Linked DNA regions of Zea mays: region 1 is linked to region 2. The links are chromatin contacts, called in public Hi-C maps. All regions are on one chromosome and are shown on one strand. Each heading gives the region's core, a stretch centred on a gene start, on an enhancer-like site or on the middle of the called end of the contact. The rest is flanking DNA. Distances are from core to core; before and after follow the strand shown. Region 1 has its middle 14 kb from the start of LOC118476941. Region 2 holds the start of LOC100273623 (putative SPRY-domain family protein).

What was found. Hi-C and Micro-C count contacts between places; a contact is called where the count stands out from the background.
Region 1: a contact with region 2 is called in a Hi-C map of tassel, with 2.3 times the contacts expected there. The contact joins the enhancer-like site here to the promoter of LOC100273623 in region 2. A contact is called at or near these places in 2 of 25 Hi-C or Micro-C datasets (leaf and tassel).

The regions. Positions count from the first base shown.
Region 1 is chr4:122,070,170-122,073,193 of Zm-B73-REFERENCE-NAM-5.0, reverse strand. No RefSeq gene overlaps it. Among protein-coding and RNA genes, the nearest start is that of LOC118476941, 14 kb to the right of the region's middle. Within about 2 kb of position 1,578, at least 17 of the 20 cell types and tissues checked have an H3K27ac peak or open chromatin away from gene starts, as enhancers often do. A contact at or near this core is called in leaf and tassel, where this site is marked.
Region 2 is chr4:121,453,592-121,456,300 of Zm-B73-REFERENCE-NAM-5.0, reverse strand. It overlaps LOC100273623 (putative SPRY-domain family protein), which reads left to right and starts at 1,257. Exons shown (of 10, transcript NM_001148039.1): 1 at 1,257-1,761; 2 at 2,181-2,327. The coding sequence starts at 1,373.

The DNA of each region.
Region 1 (3,024 bases), core at 329-2,828, 620 kb before region 2:
TGTAACACCTGAAGGCACCAAGAACTTACTGTTGTCGTGTCCTTGTGATGCCAAAGGTGTGGTGTTGCGTGTGTCGCTGGTGGAGGAAGGTGTGGACGTCCGTATGCCCGAATAAGATGACACCTTGACTGGTGCCGATGGCTGTCGTGGCACAAAGGTGCCCCTCCTCCGCTGTTGGTGACCCTGCAATTCTTTTTCTGACAACATAGAAAGATGGCACAAGCGTTGTATGGAATGACACTCCTTATAATCAACAATATCCTGGATCTCCCGCCTTAGTTCCCCATAAAACCTAACAATTTGATCCTCTGAATCCTCAACTACCCCAGATCGCAGCATACCTTTCTGAAGCTCTTGGTAGTATTCCTGCACAGATATGTCTCTCTGATCTAATCGTTACAATTTTTTCGAAGATCATGTCTATAAGAAGGGGAACAAAGTGAGCTCGCATCTCCTCTTTTAACGCATTCCAAGTATGAGGTGCAGCGCGTGTGTTAACAAGTTCATTCCACCAAATGATAGCAAAGTCTTTAAATTCACTAGTGGCTTGTCTAACCCTATATTGCTCAGGAACAAGATGGGAATTAATTTTTTGTTCTACAGTCATCTCCCAGCCTAAGTAAGCTTCATCATCACAAGAACCAATGAACGGTGGAATGGAGAACTTAATCTTAGCATATGGATCATTATATATTTCATGATTATAATGACGACGTCTACCATTACCTCACATATCTTGTCGATTACGTGCGAGGCGTCGTCGCAGCGATGCGTCAACATCTCTATCATTGTCGTCCTCCACAAGAGAGAACACCAGGGGCGGACCCAGCCCAATGGTTGAATGGGGGCCCAATATATGAGTAGGGGCCTAAATGAATGTATAGTGACTACTAAAACTTTGTAGATATAGTGAATAAGACAGAATGTCCACTAAAACAACGAAATTGAGTGGGGGCATGTGCCCCCGCTCCTAATAACGTAGGTCCGCCCCTAGAGAACACTATTGCACCAGTAGCTGGGGCTGGAGTTTGTGGTGGGGGACTGTAATACCCAATTTGTGAATAATAAGAAAAGGGGTTGATATTATTATGTGATTTGTCATCTACATAATAGACCATGGGAGTAATCATATTTAAGAGAACAAGTAATCAATAAAATACCCTATGCATCATGTTGGAATTTATGTGTTGTGCATTTATAAATACTAATAATAATATTAATAATATAGTAGTGCCTGAATTGGATTATAAGACCAAACTTACCACTTAGAAGACAAAACAGAAACCAATGATAAAAAGAACAAAGGAAAGACTGTATAAACATGAAGGAAGTATATAAAAATAAATAAAGGCCCAGTTCACACTGGTATGTAAATTTGAACATTTCAACTAAGCATGAAACCTATCAACAAACTTGAATACAATACCAAGCTTTGAAAGGGAGAGAGAGAAACAAAACGAAAATGATTAAAACCGGTTCTGGGCTCATTTCCGTTTTGCGCGGCCCAAACCGTGATCGGTGATCGTGCGCTGCTCCTTGGGGCATGACTGTGCGGCTGAACGGTGGGCCCAGTCCGCCAGTCTCCACAATGCTGCACGGATCCCGCCTTGCCTGGAATTCCTCCTTGAGCTACCCGGCAACAACCTGGCTGAGCCTTTCATCGCGCTTCGCGCCACACCCAGGCCCTCCGCTGGGAGGCCTACATTGGTGCCAAACCCTGCCCCCTCCGTGACTACCAGAAAGGCAAGACCCTAGCCGCCGTTCTGCATACGCCGAGGAAGAACCGCCGCGGTCTAGGGTGGCGCGGCGACTTCTGGGAATTGCCTCGTTGAGGATTGGGGTAAGTCATCCATGCGACCTCGCCAGCTTCTACCCCTCATATTCTGACTAGTTGCGCTAGGTTGTGGGCATCGGGGCCCTTGTAGCACTCACCGATCGGGCGCCACCATAACTAGGCAGCACCGCCGCAGACTTATCTCACGGGGTGGCTGGTACTCTTTCTCCCCCTGCCAGCGACCCTCTAGATCGTTCTCCCCTATGCCTGTTGTTCCCTTGAATTCGGATGGTCCGGGTTGGCTCGACGGTGGGGATTCTAGGGAGTCGTTCATCGTAGCACTGGCGAGCTCACCATAGTGTAAGGCGGGGCCCAGGCACCCACGCATCTCGGTTAGGAAGAATCGTCGTGGGGCCTTGATTCATGCGGGGACGGTCTAGATTGGTTTGGGAATAACCACTCGTAGGGACGATCTGGTCCGTAGATACGTAATCGGACAACTGTGATCTGTCGGTTACGTACCGCTTCAATGCGATCAACCATAGCCCTTAGATCGGAATCGAGTGGAGCCGACATGATCTCGGTTGATTATCAGTCGCGCTGTCGATTTTGGATCCAAGAGTCACGATAGAGTACCGGTTCGAATGTGGGGGCTTCTAATCCAAACCCTTGATTCGCGATCGGGCGGCTCACAATGGATCTTACCCCTTCACCAAGCCTAATTTGCAAATAAACCCATGAAGTTTTAGGGAAATAACCTGCCATCCTGCGCGGTGTTCACCATGTCTGGGAGATCTTCTGATTTAGCCCTTGAATTCCCTGGAAATTGGCGCCCAGTCCAAAGCTCAGAGAAATCAATTAATTAAATTTAGAAATTGATTTTTAATACAAAAATAAATCCAGAAACTTGTATAATTCATATTTAATTTATTTTAGCCCCAAATTGATCCATTCCAGTTACAATAATTTTGTTTTAATATTGTTTATCATCTTGTTTGTCATGAAACATTGATTAGAAATTATGCACTTAGTTTCTTTTAATCCAACACTTAAAACTTCGAAAATCTGATTTGACCCGTTCAAGTTGCGTTAGCTTCGTATAAATATTTACTACGCAGTAACAACATTAATTAAACCATGTCGCATACTTTTATAGTTAGATAGTTATTTATCCCATGTCTACTAGATTAACTTTTCCAAATCAAATCTAACCTATCCATAATTATAATTTGATTAAAATATGATCTCTA
Region 2 (2,709 bases), core at 8-2,507:
ACGCGAGGGAGCGGGAGGTCGTCATGCGCGCGCAGTAGCGGTTGAACCCTCTGAGGAACTGGACCCACACGACACTCCCCTCCATTGCGGCGCCTCCGTGGCCGAACGAAGAACTGGGAGGCGATTGCGGGGATCTGGGCAGACAAAAGAAGGCAGACGGTGGTGTGAGGGCATCCGGTAGAGCGTTAGTGGCGGAGTGGGAGAAGGCGGCACAGAGGAACGGGAGGGAGAGAGCGACGAGGCGAGGGTCTCCTGCTCCCGATGCTCGTGCGCCTTTGGGGACGGGTTGCCGGAGGAGGACACACCCATGGCCATCGAGTGGGAGGAGTACAAATTTGTTGTGGCAGAGGGAGCGAGGCGGATGCGGACAGGGATGACTACGCCGCGCAGCGCGGACGGGCGAGTGGGTGGTACAAGATCTTAGAGCATAGATCTAGAGATCTGAGTAAATGACTCACCGAGGCAGCGAGAACTCACATGAAGACGAAGAAGGCGGAGGGCGGTCGCTTGGGCTTGCCGCTCGTGGCGGCCTTCTTGCGCTTGCTGGCGACGCCACCAGCCCGGAGCCTGCAACAACAACCAAGAGCACCGTCAAACTATCACAAGAAAAAAGAGGAGGTGGTGTAGGCGCGGAGATCCAACCAGCCCCAAATTGTATCCTTCAACGCACCTGATAGTAGACGAGCGCACGCTCGAGCTGGAGGTCGGAGTCGCCGGCGTACTTTCCGGTGTGGTCGATGCCGTGCTCGTCGCATATCGGCCATCGTGGAGGTGGGATTCGTGGGGGGTAGGAGGCGGCGGGAGGAGCTAGGGTGCTCGCACGGTTGGACGACCGGGTGGGGCGGGGCGATGCGTGGGGGTGAGAGTGCGCGCATCGGACGGCTGAGAGACTCTAGAGCGTATTGGACGGTTGAGATCGTCGGAAGGCAGAACAAAGCAGAGGCAGCCTACCCCTTAGAGCCTTAATAGGTAGTATAGATTATGAGAAATTATTTAGATCGTGATACATTAACACCTCTCGTATACACATTCTTCTGAGAAGAACGCCTCAATTTACCAAATCAACCCCACGAAAACCTGCAAATCACACCCGTGTCTGTACGCCACCCAGTTGCTTCTCTGTGTACTCTCCAACTCATCACCGGCTCCATCCTTGTCCTACACTGACCTCGTCCCCATCCCGCAACCGCAAGCAACCACCGATCCAGCCCGTTCGGCCTTTCGGTAAGCTCGGCCCCCGTCCAATCCTGGTTCCCGCGATTTCCTTCGTGCTAGGGTTTAGTCGGGATCGGCGTTCGTTTTCCCTAATTTCGGTGAATTTTCCGCTTCTTTTTAATATACTGTTTCTTCCTTCTCGGCGGTGGATAGGCGAATGGTGACGAACCAGGACGCGGAGGCGGCATCGGCGGCAGCCCCGGGGCCAGGGGCGACGGTGGACCCGATGCGCCTAGCGTCGCGGTGGCGGTCCCAGACGGAGTGGGACCGCGCGGTGCCGGAGCTGGAGGCTGAGCCGGAGCCGTCCGAGCTCAACACCGTCAACAGTTCGGGACTCTTCTCCGTCGTCTCTACGGACAAGTTGTCCGTGAAATACCTCGGCAGCCATCACCACGGCCACGACGTCGGTGTCGTGCAGGCCGACCGCCCCGCTCCCACGCGCCGGGCCGTGTACTACTTCGAGATGGCCGTCAGGAACGCGGGATACAAGGGGCAGACATCCATAGGGTTCACGAGCGAGAGCTTCAAGATGAGGCGACAACCGGGGTGAGGACCCTTGTATTGCTGCCCTATTTTTTCTGATTATATATGATTTGCATTTTCTGTTTTGTCATTTATCATGAAAGCTTAGGATGTAATTTCCAATAATTGCATCACTTGTATAAATTTGTGCACAATTTGTTCCAGAAATCTTCAAATGTTAGTTATGTGATCATGATTGGCTATTTGTCGTTAAGGTCATAAGGTGTTTTTCATGCTATAGCTAAATTTCTAACTGTATTGAAGAGGTTGGTTCTCGCAGACTGCCAGACTATTTCTGATTTATGGAATTTCTGCTGGTTAACTAGATTTCTCCTCTTTACTTTACATTTGAGCTGACCTCATATTGCAAATGCTAGTGTTTATGTGGCTTACTTGATTTTCTCTCTCTCAAATTTATCCTTTGTGTCCTTTGTTCTTTCCAGTTGGGAGTCAAACAGTTGTGGATACCATGGTGACGACGGCCACCTTTACCGGGGTCTAGGGAAAGGCGAACCGTTTGGGCCAAAATTCACATCTGGTGACATAATTGGCGCTGGCATCAACTACTTGTCACAGGAGTTCTTCTTCACGTAAGTTTGGGAGTTCTTAGTAAACTGATAGTGTTTGCTTGTTTGACTGGCTATTATTAACCTTCTAGGGCATTTTTTTCTTGGCTGAACATAGGATGCGAATATATTTGTATGTCACTTTGCCATAAATCTTTCTAGCTTTGCAAATATTCTTATCAGTACATCCGTAGAATGTCAATTCTTGAATTTAGGAAAAGAACCAAGTCTTTGTATATGCACCTGGTACCACTCTTTGGCGCTTTGCTAGTTTCGACATGCCAATGCCATTCTTTATGTTCAGGTTGGAATGTGATGTATTATTAGTTTTGTTTCTTTCTCTTGAGGATTTCACCTTATGCCCTCTATATTAAAGAACGTATTGGCGTATTGCTGCACTGTAATC